2 separate regions of the Zea mays genome follow, and region 1 is linked to region 2. The links are chromatin contacts, called in public Hi-C maps. All regions are on one chromosome and are shown on one strand. Each heading gives the region's core, a stretch centred on a gene start, on an enhancer-like site or on the middle of the called end of the contact. The rest is flanking DNA. Distances are from core to core; before and after follow the strand shown.

Region 1 (4,399 bases), core at 1,070-3,569, 260 kb before region 2:
TAACTAACTTATATATTGAGCATATATAGTGTATAATTAATCCCAGCTCGATCGTCATCTGTCGTCGTGGATTGGATCACCACTTGGGGCGGGCCTTGGAGAGGCGCTCCCACTCGACAAGCCGCAGCAGGAACTCCATCACCTGCACACGTCACCAAGAAGAAGATGTCAGCGTCGTAGGAGGCGCAGGGGTGGCGGCGGCGGAGTCGAGACGGGGACACGGGGTATACTTGCCTCGGCGGGCTCCTGCAGCGAGTAGGAGGCGCAGGTGTCCTTGGGGTGCTTGGACACGAGGATGCCCACGCCCTGCCCGCGCTTGCGGAGCACCTTGAAGGCGTCCTCGTCGGTGCGGTCGTCGCCGATGTACACGGGCAGCACGTCGGTGCAGTCGGCGTACCCGAGGGACTCGAGGAGGAACTCCAGGGCCTTGCCCTTGTCCCACTTGATGGTGGGGCGGACCTCGAACACCATCCTGCCCTGCGTCAGCTTCAGCTTCGGGTAGTCCTTGAGCACCGACTTCACCATATCCGCCAACGTGATCCAGCTCTGATTGAGCAAAACAAATCTCTCTCTCAGGTCTCAACACATAAAAATAATAGTAATATGAAGAGAAAAAGGAGGAGGCCCACTAAAGCTACCTTCTCATCGACGCATCTGAAGTGGACAGACACACAGAACTTGTTGTTCTCCACCTTGGCTCCAGGTATGCACTTGGTCTTTTCCACCAGAGAATCGTGCACCTGACAGCACAAACGAAATTGAGCATTGCAGACGCAGAGGAGGAGGAGGACTGGACAGCCATGGGCATGCATGGATTTTGTACCTGCTCTATCATGGGCAGGAACTGGCTGGCCGGCTGAAAGAGAACGCCGCCTCCTTTGGCCTGTGAGCCACACACATAGGACAGACAGAGCGAGATAAGTATCTTGGGGTGGCCGGAGAGGATGCAGGGACAAAGGTTGGAATGGATGGGTACCTTGGTGTGCCGGGACCCTTTGGCGGGGCCCTTGATGTCCATGCCGTGGCTGCCGGCGTAGTACAGCTCTGCCAGCTTCACGAATTCGAACACCTGCGACGACAGCAATCAGTGTTGAGCTTCATTCAGTGGCTGTGATCGACCATCGATAGTCGGTCCATGGCGCGCGCGCGCGCGTACCTTGTCGCGGCACCGCCCGCTCACGATCGCCGTCGGGAAGTGCTTGGCGACGCTCCGCACCGCCCGCCGCATCTGGCCGGGGGGGAAACAAAACGGCGTTGATCAGAGCCAGCCACAGGTGAATGGAGCAGGGAGGGGAGGGCGGGGACAGTACCGTGTCGGACATGTAGGCGGCGTCGGGGTCGTCGACGATGGGGGACAGCGTGCCGTCGTAGTCGAGGAACACGACGATCTGCTTCCCCTTGGACGCCGCTACCAGCTGGTCGAACATGGCCAGCGCCGACGGGTGTTTCACCTGCACGATCGGATTCGGATCCATCATCAGGGGGGACGCGCGACGATATCGGCACGGACAGCGATAATGCAGGGGGCGGACGCGGACGCACCATCCACGCGGCGTACCGCTCCTCTTCGACGCCCGCGGCGAGCGCGGCGGCCGCCTTGGCGTGGGTGGGCGAGGACGCGCGCATGGACTCCACCCAGCCGCCGATGCGCCCGGCGCCGGCGCCCATCTGCAGGCACTTCTTGCGCACGGCGACGCCCGGCGCGGCCCGCGGCGGCGGGTACTGGAACAGCGGCGCCGAGTTGGGCGGTACCGCCACGGCCGCTTCAGGCACCGGCACCACCATGCCCTGCTTCGTCATCGAGAGCTCTGCCTCTTGGTCAGGCAAGCCGCTACGCTACTTGATCTCGATGGAAGGAAATCCTTGGGTGGCAGGCAAGCAACAGCTAGTGGTGGCGAAGCGAGCGACTCTGTCTGTCCTCGGTGCTTGCAGCTGCAGGGCCTGGCCTGGGAGAGCAGAGCAGAGCAGAGCAGAGGTGGGAGAAGGTGCGAGGAGAACCGGAGGAGGAGGGTGTGTGTAGTGTAGAAGACGGGGAGAGGACGGCCGTTATTTATAGTTGGGGTTGGGGGGCGCCAAGCCTCCCTAGAGCACGACGCGAATCTGTAGACGTGGGGCCCGCGGCGGTGCCCGGTGCTGGGCCCCGGATCGGCGTGGGACCCGCCGCCACACCAAGGGACCGGGCCCGGCCGGCCTCTGGATCGCCGAGAGGCCCCGGGCTATGGGCTCTGGCTCCTTGGCACAACGACCACCACCAACCCGGCCTGTGCTCCAGGTCCCACCCCAGGTGGCCCGCACGAAGGAGAAGGAACATCCGTGGGCACTGTGGAGTATATTACCGCGACTGAACATATGTCGCCTTCACCGCCTGTTACGGACCTGCAGTCACGCGCTGAAGGCGATCAACCAGCCAGGGCCCAGGAGTTACCTTCCTCGGCCGCGCGCGCGCACGCTGGTTCAATTCAACGAATCGGGACGGCGGCCGGGGTGTTGCGCAGCTTAGCTTAGCTAGCGGCCGCGCGGGCCATCCGGTGGGCGACACCGCGAGCCCCGGCCCCCGGGGCGCGGACGCGTGTGCGCCGTGCCACCCCGCCCCACGCGGCCCCGCCCCTGCTCTCGTGACGACTGACGACGCCCCCTTCCCCTCCCCTCCCTCGTGGCGGCACTCCTGTGGGCGCGCGGACACGACACCCCGTGGCCGCTTCCGCTGGCACGCACGTCCGATCCCTCACTGCTGCTGGTCTGCCGCGCGCATCGCATGCTACCGATCCGCCACCCCCCCCCCCCCCCCCCCCCCCCCCTTCTTTCGCGTGTCCGCTCTCGCGTCGTGTGCCTGCCCTGCCTGCGTGATTCGATGCAGATCTCTGCAAGCCCGGCCGGCCCTTGTCTCCTAGCCTGTTTTCTTTCGTCCTCCGCGCGCAGGGGCTAGCTGCGCCGACGACCGGACCGGCCGTCCTCGTTGATTTGTTTGGTGCATGCCGCATGCGGCATCTGTGCTGCCCTGCCCGTGCCCGGCATATCGGCCCATGCATGCAGATGCAGTGCAGGCATTCAGAGCACAGACCGCGACAATGCCATCATGCATTGCATTGCTTTGCTTTGCTTTGCCTGCCTCCACGTACACCAACGGCCGGTCCCCGTGCTGCCTAGGGTGCCTCCTAGTACCTAGTAGCTACGGTTAGTAGCTAGGCTAGCAGTACATGCATGTCTTATGGTGACACTTGCAACAGCGACGGCACGACGGGCCGGGATCCTGTCCCTGTGCCGAGAGCCACGCGCTGTACGTACGTGCCACCGAAACGAGGGTGCCGACACCGCTGGTCGTCGGATCTGTCCCTGCAGCTCCTCTGTTCCTGTAGCTGGAGTAGCCTGCGACCAACTATTACCTGTCCATTCACCATTCGCACACAGGCCGTGTCGTGTCGATGCACCGGCAGCCGGGGGCTAACGACGGAATGCGCGCGGAGGGCGTACGTGCATGTGTGTGTGTATGCGACGACGTACGCCCGTGCACTGTCGCCGCCCAGTGACACGCATATAGCAGAGAGGCCGGGAGACCGGCCGACGGTCGATGAACATGGACAACGCAAACGAATGTACGGCTGCTGCTGGCAGGGATGACACGTACGTACGAAAGGCCAAGGCTTGGAGTTTGTATGCGACGGAGCGGTGCCATGCACGCACACGGTTTTGGTTGGCCAATGTGGACCATTTGTCGGCGACACGTAGCGTCCGTACATGACTTCTCCTTTTTTCCCGTATTCCTTTCGTATACGCGCTTTTTTTATTCCTAACAAGGTCGGTGTAGGACAAACAAGTACTCGTGTACCTCGGTACTTGTCTGCCCGCGACGATCACGGCACGGTACCAAATTCTTCTCCCAATATATAACTCATCTGTTGAATTTTAGATAAAAGAGTACTATATACATCCGTCATCGTTTATTTTTTTTTCAAAAACTTTAAGCACTCGTCTTATTCAAAACATTTATTTAAAAATATAAAATTTTAAGCTAAGCATAAACTAACTTAAGTGATAAAACAAATTACAAAAAATAAATAATAACTTATTGTTTTTTGAATAAGACAAGTGATGAAAGTTTTTTAAAAAGTTAACGGTATCATATATTTATGAGCAGAGGGAATACATGTGTTTACGTGCTACTATTTAATTGAGCACCTTTTCATTATAAAACCAGAACCCTACTCTATCTTTTTTACATTAAAAAGAATACATTTCAGATTAGAGAAAAAATCTTAAACTGATAACATGTAATAAACTCCAATTTCCACTCCTTGAAAGCCCTATTTTTAACACCACCACCGAAGATGATACTCTCATTTGATCAGCTTATAGCTAGGATCACGAAATCTCTATTTTAAAAACCATCGTTATTGAAGAT
Region 2 (4,508 bases), core at 1,345-3,844:
CCTCCGCCACCGATTTCGGCCACCGCCGCCCTGATTCCGGCCACCGCCACCCTGATTTGGCCACCGCCAGCCTGATTCGAGCCGCCGCTTGCCCGATTCGGCGGCCGCCGCCGCTCCGATTCAGCTTCTCCCCTTCCCCTTCCGCACCCTCTTGCTGGTTCTTAGCTAGGCGACGGGGATGCCTAGCTATGTTTGGGCACCTAGACGCTTAGGCGACGCCTTTGAAACTATGGTATGCCCCCAACAAACCACCACCTTGAACCATAATAGATATGAAAAGCTAGCACCCATCTCCATCAATGAGCAGCATGAGCACATGCACCCAAACCAAACCCACCTTACCTAAAGTTCATCCATGCCTTCTGCTGCCCACAGAGAAGAAAAAAAAGAAAGAAAGGACCAAAAAAACTGAGTAAAATTCCATAGCTAAGCATGACAATCAACCCCATGAACTATAGCAATGGTAGTGTTTTTTTGGTTTAGACATGAAATCGGCAGTATAGTGATAAGTAGTGGTGGTAATTATGTTTTCAAGAGTTTTTTGCCAACCGAAACAAAACAATATGCATCTAAAAGTGATAACAAAGCAGATCCTGCATAATTATAGACGGATAGATACACTTAATCTCAGAACTGGATAACAACGGATATGCTCTCTGACATGTCATTCGTCCTAATTTGGTGATCATTATATAGACTTTTGTATTCGATTATAAATGTGTATTCTACCCCATCTTTGGGCAAATCAGTGCAAGCTTCAGAGTTCTGACCATACTAAACTTTTCATTCATATCCTTCCTAATCCCATGATCTCCACCTTTCGATAGTTTTTCCTGACCAAGTATTTGCCGGCTACTGAATCATTACAAATATCATCTTGTAAATTTTCTTAACAAACAAGATCACAGATTTGAACCAACAGTTTGCATGTAGTAACTGATTGTCAATGTAATTAGTATTAGGAGTCAATGTAGGTCGCACATTCACTCTTGTACCACAACTATCATATGAATAAGTTAGAAGTAATGATTGGGCCAGAATTCTAAAACAAAGCTGCCATGTTTATGGTTATATTGACAGAGTACCAAATATCCAAACGAATAAACATTGGTGTCAGGGTAACTGCAAAATATAGATAACAAAGTCACGACTGGAATTTAGTTGCAGCCAATTTCTGTGGAAATCACTCAAATGTGATTTTATTAACGCACTAGAAATTCACTGTCATCTGAACCTACCAAACTATCCAAATTAATGATTCTGTTTCACCCAAGAAATTTATAGGCAGAAAAGGATTCAGAAACATAGATTTAAGAATCCAGAACCCTATTAAAAAAAGAGGCCTTCAATGCCACGTCTATCTCATTCCACATACATAAATAAACAATATAATGTAGTGTTAAATGCCATGTTGGGAAGGGAATACGTCAACAAAATATACCACTAAAATGTTGAGGCAATTAAATATCTAGGTTAGATATGTCGAACAAATTTGTTTACATAAGACATTTGATTATCATAGCTTGGCTTGTGATTCACATGAAAAGGCAACACAAGTGCGATTCAGGACCATTATCAAAAAAATACAATTCAGAAAAATATCAATATTCCTAAAGTTTTCAATGTTTCGCATGTAAAAACCAAGCATGATGCCATACACAGTATATATATCCACGACTGTACCTTACCACAGACTCATGACTATGTGGAAGCAACCTAGGAGTATTGGGCATAAGTGAGTTGAACATTCTACTGTTAAAAATAGAATTTGAGTGGACATCGATTGGGGGAAATATGAAATGACCAAGTGTTGAGTACCTGCAAAGCATCCTCCCGTGCGTAACTTAGATTCTGGTAATTTCTGTAGTTCTTCATCTTCATCTCCCGGTACTTATCCCTCCCGAAGAGCATCTTCTCCCACGGGATCCCCTGAATGTCCTTCCCTGCAGCAACGTCCGCTGCAGACACGTCGGGCAGCATGTTCTCCTGCAAGACAATCAATAACACATTCCTCAGGAAAAAAACGAGGAGAGGGGATCAAAATTTCATCCCCGACAAAACAGCGATCCCCGGATGAAACCACCACACGGAAGAAACATCGATAGCAGACCTGGTCGTAGTTAACGATGCTGGCGAAGAGCTCGTTCTGGTTGGCGTCTCCGAAGGCGTTGTTGTCCCCCGGGTCCTCCATCAGCTCCTGGATGCTCTGGAGGATGAACTCGAGGTTGTCCTCCAGCTCGAACTCGTCCATGCCCTCCTCGCCCTCACAGGCAGGCACAGAGTCCAGATCAACTCACTTCTTATGCAAAATCACCCAACCAACCACCCCAAATTTACCCGGTAGAAACGAAAAATTCAGCACGCGGGTTCGGATGAAGAGACAGGGGACGAATCTAACGCGGATTCGAGAGGCCATACCTCGATCAGAGCGGACGGATCCGGATGCGCGTGGGGAGAGCGCGCCGGGTGGAGTAGAATTGGGGAATTTCTTTTCCGGTGGTGGTGGGGCGCGCGCTGGCAAAAGCGTAGGCAGCACGGGGGGCAATGAGGCGAGCAGGCCCAGAGACGAGGCGACGCGGGGGCGGAGGCCAACCAAACCACCCTTGCGCCTGGGTGCGGAGCGCGTGTCCGGACTCCGGAGCGGGTGGATGGGAACGCACGACAGACCGGGCCTCGGGGAACAGGCGGGCCCAGCGCGCCAGCGGCTGCCTCGCGTGCGTTGGTGATGGTGAGTTGGTGATGGTGAGGGCGTACTGGATAAGACTGTCTCCAGCAGCATCCCCTAAATTTCGTCCCCTAAAGGAATATTCTCTGTCCTTTACAGAACACTCTAAAAGATTCTGTCCTCTATATATTCTCCGTCTCCAGCAGCGTCCTCTAAATTCCATCCCCTATAGCTACAGTGTTAACAGATTCACATTTTCCATTTCTTTTTCATTTTTCTTTGTTTTGTTCTCATTTGACACTATACAAATGATCCGAAAAAATTGTATTTATTAATTTTTAAAGCAATAAATTCGAAATATCAATAATAATTACATTGATTGTTTTGTTGTTGTGTAATTGTTGTGGGTAACGCGCCACATACTATAATATTGTTGCCAAAATAAGTTTTAAAATGGACAATCTTGCACCGTAAGCCAGTACTCTTCTTCGAGAAGCCATAGCCTTGCTTCCCTTGCACGACAAGCGCTTGTCTTCTATCCGAAGCGTACTTCCTCTATAAATACCAAGTGACCCTTCCATACTTCACTCAACCTTGCCTTTACAAACTCGACTACCATGAATCCCTACTTAGAAAACAATTTTCTTGTGCGCTTGATGGAAGAAATGGAAGAGGAAGAAGAAGAGTTGCAGTTGGCGAGGCACATGGTCAATAGGAGGCGACGTGCACGCAATGAGCGTCGTCATGGTGGTTCGATTCCAGGGCGTGTTAGGATTCATCGTGATCACATGAGCGGCGATGCAAGAATCCGAGCGGACTACTTTGGAGCCAACCCCGTGTACACGGATGCTCAATTTCGTAGGAGGTATTTACAATTAACACATTCTTTTTACCATGTACAAAACTCTACGACCCCTATTATGACACATGAATTCTATGGTAGGTTCCGCATGCGTCGCCATGTCTTTGAGCGCCTTGTTGATGCTGTGCAACAAGTGGATCCTTATTTTATTCAACGTCCAAATTGTGCGGGTGAGATGGGTCTTTCTGCTCTACAGAAAGTTGTTGCTGCTGTTCGAATCCTTGCTTACGGTATTCCAGCTGATGCCGTTGACGAATACGTGCGTATTGGCGAATCTACTGCTCATGAGGCATTGAAACACTTTTGCACGGCCGTCCAAACCGCGTTTGCTCCGTACTATCTTCGTGCACCAAATGCAGAAGATATCGCACGCCTTCTCCAAGTTGGCGAGTCACGTGGGTTTCCTGGTATGCTTGGTAGTGTTGATTGCATGCATTGGGAGTGGCGTAACCGCCCAAGTTCATGGAAGGGGATGTTTACAGGGCGTGGTAAACATCCTACCATGATCTTGGAAGCTGTTGCGTCGTATGACTTGTGGATATGGCATGCATATTTTGGTCTGCCAGGTAGTTGCAACGACATAAATGTTCTTCATCGTTCAAACCTTTTCGAAAGGCATCTTAGCGGTGACACACCACCCGTTTCATTCACTGTGAATGGGCACACGTACAATATGGGATATTACCTAGCAGACGGGATTTACCCAGACTGGCCCGCATTTGTGAAGACAATCCGTAACCCCTACGACGTTAGAACCCAACACTTTGCAACAATTCAAGAGTCTGCTCGAAAAGATATAGAACGAGCTTTCGGTGTACTCCAGAAGAGATGGGGTGTGGTCCGTGGACCTGCATACGGTTGGAGTCCTGAACACATTGGGGACATCATGAAAACATGCATAATATTGCACAACATGATAGTAGAAGACGAAGGTCCATTGTCTTTGAACACAACCTTTGAAAACATCGGAGTGCTGGCAGA

Evidence for each region. A called contact is a pair of places that touch in the nucleus more often than the background predicts.
Region 1: a Hi-C map of endosperm shows a contact between it and region 2, with 4 times the contacts expected there. The contact joins the promoter of LOC100275460 here to the promoter of LOC100274157 in region 2. A contact is called at or near these places in 6 of 25 Hi-C or Micro-C datasets (bundle sheath, ear, endosperm and 2 more).

What each region holds. Positions count from the first base shown.
Region 1 is chr1:222,673,685-222,678,083 of Zm-B73-REFERENCE-NAM-5.0, reverse strand. It overlaps LOC100275460, which reads right to left and starts at 2,319. Exons shown (of 8, transcript XM_035964242.1): 1 at 1,543-2,319; 2 at 1,311-1,451; 3 at 1,157-1,228; 4 at 977-1,069; 5 at 824-883; 6 at 639-740; 7 at 235-546; 8 at 1-142. The coding sequence starts at 1,800. The coding sequence ends at 77.
Region 2 is chr1:222,414,234-222,418,741 of Zm-B73-REFERENCE-NAM-5.0, reverse strand. It overlaps LOC100274157 (Transducin/WD40 repeat-like superfamily protein), which reads right to left and starts at 2,594. Exons shown (of 10, transcript NM_001148535.2): 1 at 2,419-2,594; 2 at 2,111-2,296; 3 at 1,819-1,986. The coding sequence starts at 2,251. It overlaps LOC103643318 (protein ALP1-like), which reads left to right and starts at 3,258. Exons shown (of 2, transcript XM_008666471.4): 1 at 3,258-3,530; 2 at 3,609-4,508. The coding sequence starts at 3,283.